Linked DNA regions of Zea mays: regions 1 and 3 are each linked to region 2. The links are chromatin contacts, called in public Hi-C maps. All regions are on one chromosome and are shown on one strand. Each heading gives the region's core, a stretch centred on a gene start, on an enhancer-like site or on the middle of the called end of the contact. The rest is flanking DNA. Distances are from core to core; before and after follow the strand shown. Region 1 holds the start of LOC100274453 (light harvesting chlorophyll a/b binding protein1). Region 2 holds the start of LOC100273822 (putative C3HC zinc finger-like family protein). Region 3 holds the start of LOC100304181.

Evidence for each region. Hi-C and Micro-C count contacts between places; a contact is called where the count stands out from the background.
Region 1: a Hi-C map of leaf shows a contact between it and region 2, with 4 times the contacts expected there. The contact joins the promoter of LOC100274453 here to the promoter of LOC100273822 in region 2. A contact is called at or near these places in 6 of 25 Hi-C or Micro-C datasets (bundle sheath, leaf and tassel) and 1 of 3 datasets of contacts at active chromatin or transcription factors (leaf).
Region 3: a Hi-C map of ear shows a contact between it and region 2, with 2.2 times the contacts expected there. The contact joins the promoter of LOC100304181 here to the promoter of LOC100273822 in region 2. A contact is called at or near these places in 2 of 25 Hi-C or Micro-C datasets (ear and tassel).

Annotation. Positions count from the first base shown.
Region 1 is chr8:145,360,526-145,363,225 of Zm-B73-REFERENCE-NAM-5.0, reverse strand. It overlaps LOC100274453 (light harvesting chlorophyll a/b binding protein1), which reads right to left and starts at 1,262. Exons shown (of 1, transcript NM_001148812.1): 1 at 225-1,262. The coding sequence starts at 1,202. The coding sequence ends at 408.
Region 2 is chr8:145,633,005-145,635,704 of Zm-B73-REFERENCE-NAM-5.0, reverse strand. It overlaps LOC100273822 (putative C3HC zinc finger-like family protein), which reads right to left and starts at 1,410. Exons shown (of 7, transcript NM_001148221.1): 1 at 1,240-1,410; 2 at 945-1,140; 3 at 369-492; 4 at 1-155. The coding sequence starts at 1,388.
Region 3 is chr8:145,304,144-145,306,843 of Zm-B73-REFERENCE-NAM-5.0, reverse strand. LOC100304181 reads right to left here and starts at 1,358. Exons shown (of 5, transcript NM_001165636.1): 1 at 624-1,358; 2 at 475-527. The coding sequence starts at 1,353.

The DNA.
Region 1 (2,700 bases), core at 13-2,512, 270 kb after region 2:
TATATATTTAGGTATATCAATTTTGATATAACATGTATATAATAAAATATATGTACCAGATATTCATTGCTAGAGAGACTGTCAGTGTGCCATGGTTATTGCTGTCCAGCTGCCTGGTGTTTGATGTAGGACGTGCTCACTGAACTCTGTTGCACTTCATCACAACACCGACTTAATTGCCAGAGCAAATCATGTACAGTATGCATTATTAAAGACGTATGTATAATTTACAGCATATTTCATTGATAATGTCCACAAGGACCAAAGCATGCATGCAAATACGTACACTACTGGTACAATCTCTGAGCCCATGCTCCCTTCTTCACAAATACTGGTACATCTCCTGCAGTACATATACGAATACGTATGTCTACGGTACACGCATACAAGTATGTATATGCCCTCGCTCACTTGCCGGGGACGAAGTTGGTAGCGTAGGCCCAGGCGTTGTTGTTGACAGGGTCAGCGAGGTGGTCGGCGAGGTTCTCAACGGGACCCTTGCCGGTGACGATGGCCTGCACGAAGAAGCCGAACATGGAGAACATGGCGAGGCGGCCGTTCTTGATCTCCTTGACCTTGAGCTCCGCGAACGCCTCCGGGTCGTCGGCGAGCCCGAGCGGGTCGAAGCTGCCGCCGGGGTACAGCGGGTCGACCACCTCCCCGAGCGGGCCACCGGCGATGCGGTACCCCTCGACGGCGCCCATGAGCACCACCTGGCACGCCCAGATGGCCAGGATGCTCTGCGCGTGGATCAGGCTCGGGTTGCCGAGGTAGTCAAGCCCGCCCTCGCTGAAGATCTGGGACCCGGCCTTGAACCACACGGCCTCGCCGAACTTGACGCCGTTGCGGGCGAGCAGCTCCGGGAACACGCACCCGAGCGCGCCCAGCATGGCCCAGCGGCAGTGGATCACCTCCAGCTCGCGGTTCTTGGCGAAAGTCTCCGGGTCGGCGGACAGCCCCGCGGTGTCCCAGCCGTAGTCGCCGGGGAACTCGCCGGTCAGGTAGCTTGGGGGCTGGCCGGACAGCGGGCCCAGGTACAGGACGCGGTCGGCCCCGTACCAGGGGCTGCCGGACGCCGCTGGCTTGGGCTTGCCAGCAGTCTTGCGCATGGTGATGCGCCCCTCGCCGAAGACGTCCCTGGTGCTGGTCGCCGGCTTGCCGACGAGCGCGCGGGAGGTGAGAGCCATGGTGGCGGCGGCCATGTCGATCAGATCACAGCTTTTTTCGGATGCTTACCTCACTCTGTGCTGTGTATGCGTGCGTGTGATGGCTGTGCCATTAACAGAACACAGCAGCTGCTTTTATACAGTTGGAACTGGATAGCAGACCATCTGTTGCTGGGCTGGGATTGGTTCTGCCGGGATGGCTTGGCGTCTGATGTGGCACCTGGTGGGTGGGACCCAGTGGCCTATCACACAAGAATCCTGGTGTGTGCCACGTAGGAATGGCCAGAGCGAATCAGGAGCTGCCACTTGCCATTGTGGGAAGGGAAAAAAAGAGTGGATGAGATAGGCTTGGTTTTGTTGTCACGCGCTTCTTGTTAAACAATGAAATCTTGGCGAACTCTCATGCAAGATGTACGGCCCAATCCAATCCGTCAATCACATATCTGGACTCCGACGAGACCATCGAGATAATGGGCCTAAAGTTGCCCATTTTTTGCTTCTGATTTCCTCTTCCTCCCTTCTTCACCTTTTTTTTACTATTTCCTCAGTTTTAAATTGCAGTTTATTTTGTCTCAATTTTGACTAATTTATAGAAAACATACATCCAAATCTACAGCTACCATCAGTTTGGCCACTTCAATGTAAGTAACCCCGTCAACTTGATTCTATGTTGTTTCCGTAGGGAAAAGGCATGTAAATTTGGGCAAGGGCGAATCGTAATGTTGTACTGTTTGCTCTCACGTCTAAACCTACTCAATGATTGTGGGCAACATTTTAGCGGTAAAGAGCCATTAGTATGGATGAAAACAGGAACGTTAATTTTCAGTTCTTAAAATATTTTTTTTCGAAACTTTACCAAAATTTAGGGTCATACGAAACCGGAAACCGTTACCGAAAATACGGAAATGAAATCGGTAAAAAAAAACAGAAATAGTTTGGATCTCTTTTGCCCGTTTCCGAAATCGGTATTTTTTCAGAAAAAATATTAAATCTAAACTAATCTTTGTAAATTCATCTTAACTTAGAAAATTATGAAACTGATTTCGTTATTTTTCTAAAATCAAGATCTATCTAATGATATATAGTTTAGAGTTGTTTGAACTATTGTGACTCTTATTTATAGTTTCTTATCAATCATTACTCTTCATACATATATTTATAATTCGCATGGAAACTTTAAAGATAAGGAGGACATCAATTATATTGACTATGTCGAGTAGTAGGAGATGATAAAATTGCAAGTGTCATGTCATCATACACATCTTGATTCTATAGTCATATGTTATTAGACTTGCTAGTGTTTTATTTAAATATATGATGATTTTATTATTGTATTATAAGAGTTATATGGCTAGTTATATGCTCCATAGTTTGATTTGTGATATTATTTTCTAGTGTTCAATTGTTATCAATGTATTTTCAATCGGATAGTTTCATTTTTTAAGGTCCTGAGTTGTGACTTTCTGACTATGTGTATGTTTGTATAATGTTTGCCACTTGTATTTTGTGAGATATTGTTTTATTGCTTTTATGA
Region 2 (2,700 bases), core at 161-2,660:
AGAGGACAAAAGCTCATAGTAGTTCCCAACTAAAACAGGAGGAGGTGTTGGTGGAAATAAAGCAAGTGATTCATCACATATGTTATCAATCCACGGGCAAAGTAGTTTATGTCCAGAGTCCAGCTTCAGGCTGAAAACAGCAGCAGCCTTTTCAACTGCACAAAACACATCATCATCAATAAATAAAAATAAAGAATGAACAGGAATATCACATCAAGCAGGTAATAGCCTATACGCTCTCTTTCAGATAAAACTGGGATGTTCTATAATCATTCGCAAATCATCACCATAACAAAAAATATTGTCTTCAATCATAGACTCATCATTTGAGATGAAATGCACAGGTTAACATAGTATAAAATGCAGACCTTGCTGTGTTGTCCATGAGGAAGGAGTGGAGAACAGGAGTCGTGCCCCACAAGCTTCACATGTTATAACATCCGGCTCAATGTTAGTCCATCCTCTTCTTGCACAGTTAACGGGACTAATAACCTGAAGAAAGCAAATAGTTATCAACCACCACTACAAACCGCAGATACTTCACCTGAACGCAACTAAACCATACGCATAATACATCATCACAAACTCGAGCATCCACAAAATTCCAGAACTACCAGACAGTGGCGGAACTATAGATAGCAGCGGGTGCGGGCACACCCACAGGACAAAAAAAAGTGATTATGCTAAAATTTTCACCATATACACAATACAACCATGGTAAAAATCTATGCACTCACAGGGCAAGCGCAGCCCCCTCAAATTCGCTCTAGCTCCACGCTGCTACCAGACTTTCAATTGCATTTTAACGTGCTTTAACCAAAAACTACATTCAGTCCCCCCAAACATTCTAACTCAAATCCAATGGCCAGTGCCCACCTGAATGCCACTGATCCATTATAAGGGTAAACATGTGCAAGCAAAAAGTAGGCATGCCTAAAATGTACCTTGGGCTTGGCGAACCAGGTCATGGCTTTGAATGACCCGAGACGACGCATGAGGTCGGCGCGGTCCCAGGGGCGGCACGGCGGTGGCGGCGAGATCGCTGCCATGGCCAACATCTGATGCGGGAGTCGCGACCCGCGCACCACCCCGAACCTCCTCGCTGCCTCCGCCGCTGCCTTCCCCACCGCTCTCCCGGAGCTGCCGCATCAGATCAGATCAAGAGTACGTCAAATCGCATAATAAATAAGGGAGAGAGAAGCACAGAAGAGGTGAGAGCAAAAACGATTAGGGCAAAACCTTGGAGCCGAGGTCGACGAAGAGGGCTTGGAGCCACCGGTGCTACTCGACTTGGGCTTGGGGAAGTGGTAGAGCTTATCCATAGCCTTTTGCAGGCGCCGCTCCGAGTCGGCGCCGATGTCCCCACCTCCGCCTTCGCCGGCGGCCATAGAGGTGCGCGGTGCGGGGGAGATGGGGGGCGGCGATGCGTGCTTACTGCTTCCAAGCTGTTGCAGTTGCAGCTCAATGCTGCCTGCCATTACACTCAGGAAAAGGGCCGCACCTGGGCCAGACAAACGGTTAACGTACCACCTGGTCTTGGACTCTTGGGCTCTGAAACTGATAGACCGTTCTCGCGTCGTAGTTAGTTGGCCTTTGTGTTCCCGCTAGTATTATAGGCCATGTGCCCATGTTTGAATACACTATGCATAATGCATCAGCTGCAGGCGAGCTGAAAAGCCCCAGCCACCGGTTTATATTACCAGCACCAACAACCGCAAAGAAGCACACCTTCAGTTCTTTTCCACAAAACAGATAAGCAGAGTTGGATTATCATAGGATTAGGTTACGGTTACCAGATTAGATCTGTCATGTAACTGTCAACCTCGTTGTCTATATAAATACATGCTACTATAACACCTCAAGTCATTAACCATAGACTTATCTCCTCTATAGCCTCGCAACAGCGCCGCCTCATAAGCCGCTATGACCATCTCATCGAAGTTTGAGTTCCTCCCCAACTCTAGCTACAACTCCGACAAGGAATTTCTCTCCATCTATTCATCTTCCGGGGCAACCCGGAACATCGCCGTGACCGGCTCCGCGAGAGCTTTGTCACCGCGCTTTTGGTTCGTCGATTGGATCTCTTATTCATTGTTAATATGCGAAACAAACAAGATGTCCAACAGCAACGTGAGATTGAAGGGCTTAGTTGGAAGGTAAGTTGGTGGTAGGTTATGGGTCTTTTCCACGTGATAGGCTTGCACTTCCCGCCTAATAGATAACCACCACCACATGCCCTTTTACATACAAGACTGTCATGCAACATAAATTTAATAGTAGGTACAATCCAGATAAGTTTGCAGCAATTGAGTCATGCCTTTATAAACAAACATTTTCCACATTTAACAAACTAATCTAAGCTATCATGTCACTTATTTCTGTGCAGCCCTCATAATTTATTAAAAATACGATATCTTATAGGTCAAATAAATTGTTAAAATTTGTTCAAAGATTGTTAGGTTTATATTAATTTTGCATACATAGTAATAACAATGTTTTAACCATGCCACATGTTTTAATTAAATAATTAATCAATTATTTGTTTGTTTAAATAAATGTTAATTAGCTAGGCAATCTAGTTAATCTAATTTATATTATAACCTACACTTTTTATAAATAATTATTAAACTGATTAATATTAACTCAAATATTTCAATTTAATACCTGCTTAGTTAAATGCAATATCTTTTATCCCATGTG
Region 3 (2,700 bases), core at 109-2,608, 330 kb after region 2:
GGCTTCAACCTGTTTGCATATCACAAAGATGAGACACAACTCCATCTTAAATCATGCTCCTTGCAGATGATGACAGCAAAATGCTATAGTAACACCAGCTTTGCGATACACAATAGTCATATACCGTTCTGTTCTCCTCTTTAGTTTCCACAAATTAGGAAAGATTCCTGATTCCAAGCACAGTTGAAGAACAAGGCAACAAGTTGCACATTTCTTATTTCACAAAGGTAAATAACTAGTTTACAGAACAGGTAATGAAAAAGCATGATCATGACTCATGTTTCTTAATTCATGAAATGAGTTTATAAGCTATTTGCCATGTTTGTTAATATTTTTATGGTCCATACAACTACCACATGCCTTGTGAATGCTTAATTAATACTCTTATAATTTTGTTAATAAGCAGTGAATCCATAATAATACTAGCTTGTTGTGTCATGCTCTCAAATTGCTCATTAGTCAGGAAACACATACCACTAGAGAGTAAACAGGCAGCGGAGAGTTCAAGAGCATGTTCAGCAGGACCCCTGTTATATCCATGGGCAAAAAGATGCCAACATAATCTCGAGTCACTACAAGTGATGCTAAAAGGAAGAATAAGAATTTGGCCATGATCCACTTACCGAAGAATTGGTGGCTCTGGAAGACCGGGATGGAGCTGACTGCCCAGATCTTGAGCTCCTTCTGCAGCTCAGAGCGAGGCACCCCTGTTGCATTCTGCACCTTGAGGCAGAGCCTGAGAAGGAACGCCTCAACCAGCACCACCCCAGCGAGGTAGTCAACGCTGCAGCCTTCCTTCATGAGCTCCCGCCTGGCCTCGTCACCAGCGAGCGGGAACAGCACCTGGAACGGGCACCTCTCCCTCGAGTGCCGCACGCTCCACACCTTGACAAGATCGCCGAAAGCCGGCAGCAGCCTCACAGCGTCGGCGGTGGTGCCTTCAGTCGAAGAGGGGGCGGGGCGACTGCTGCAGATGCTGATGTAGCTGAGGACAGCCTCGACGACGGCCTCGGTCTCCCTGCGCGGCTTATCTGAGTGGAAAAGCTCGGAGACGACGGGGGCGAGGAGGGCGAGCGGCTTGGCGGCCCCGGGCGAGGAAGCGGCGAAGGCGGAGAGGAGCTGGAGCAGTGAGCGGAGGTCGTCAGGGCGGTCGTGGAAGGAGAGCGCGGAGAAGAACCAGACGACCTCGAGCGGCGGGTCTGAGTAGGTGCTGAGGACGCGCGAGAAGACGCGGTGGAAGTTGGTGAGGTCGGCGGCGCCGGGGGCCGGGGCGGCGGAGACGGCGGAGAGGAAACCCGAGGCGGAGTCTCGGAGGAGTGATTCGAGGTTGGGGAAGCAGAGGGCGGCGCCCATGGAGGGGAAGTCCACCACAATGGAACCGGCGGCCATGGCGCGGCGGGGGCCTAGGCGGATTGGTTCGAATCGGGGCGGGAGTGACGAAACCCTAACCCTAGTCTCGATCCGAGAAGTGGGGTTTCGGGGAGGTCGAGGGGACGGGCCGTGGGTGGTTTTTGAAGATGGGAGAGGCGGGCGGGGAGACACTGACCAATGGAGCCGCATGGTCAGTTAGCGGGCGGGAGATTCTGGCTTGTTCGATTGGACTGGGCTTGAGCTGCTTCTGTGGTCCAGTTTAAAATGGGCTAATCTATCGACATTGAAATGGGTGATAGCTCAGGGTGAACCGGGCTTGGGTTGGGTTCTAAGAGCATCTCTAACAATGCTTTTAAACTAGTGTCTTAAATTGAAACTAGCCGGTTGTCTTTTCTTTGCTACGATTTTTATATATCATATAAATAGATATTGAGATATTTATTCAAATATAATTACTGTTTATTTATAAACACTAAGATATGTGTAATCTAGTGGTTAGCCCCAAATTTTTGGGGCAGAGGAGGTTCGAGTGCTCACTCTGCACTATTTTTTAATATAATTATTGTTTATTTATAAACATTAAGGTATGTGTGGTCTGGTGTTAGCTGCGCAGTCGTCACTCTGCACTATTTTTTGATATAATTATTGTTTATTTATAAACATTAAGGTATGTATGTGTATTCACACAATCAACAGCAAAACAATCTAATATACAAAAAGCATACTGAAGTCCGAAATATGCAATATTTATATATATTTGAAATATGCAATATGTTATATCTATAAAAAGTCACGTCTAACTAAATTATTAAATTCAATTAAATAGCATCATATATATAAGTCGTGGTCAAATACCACATTATAAGCATATATGTCGATCTGGGAAATGGCGCTACAATATATCTATCCAAGACAAATATTTCAGCCTTGAAAGTCGCCTAGAGGGGGGTGAGTAGGGCGAAACTGAAATTTACAAATATAAACACAACTACAAGCCGGGTTAGCGTTAGTAATAAAGAAATGAGTCCACGAGAGAGGGCGCAAAACAAATCCCAAGCGAATAAGCAAGTGAGACACGGAGATTTGTTTTACCGAGGTTCGGTTCTTGCAAACCTACTCCCCGTTGAGGAGGCCACAAAGGCCGGGTCTCTTTCAACCCTTCCCTCTCTCAAACGATCCACGGATCGAGTGAGCTTTCTCTTCTCAATCACTTGGAACACAAAGTTCCCACAAGGACCACCACAAGATTGGTGTCTCTTGCCTCAATTACAAGTGAGTTTGATTGCAAAGAATGGATCAAGAAAGAAGAAAGCAATCCAAGCGCAAGAG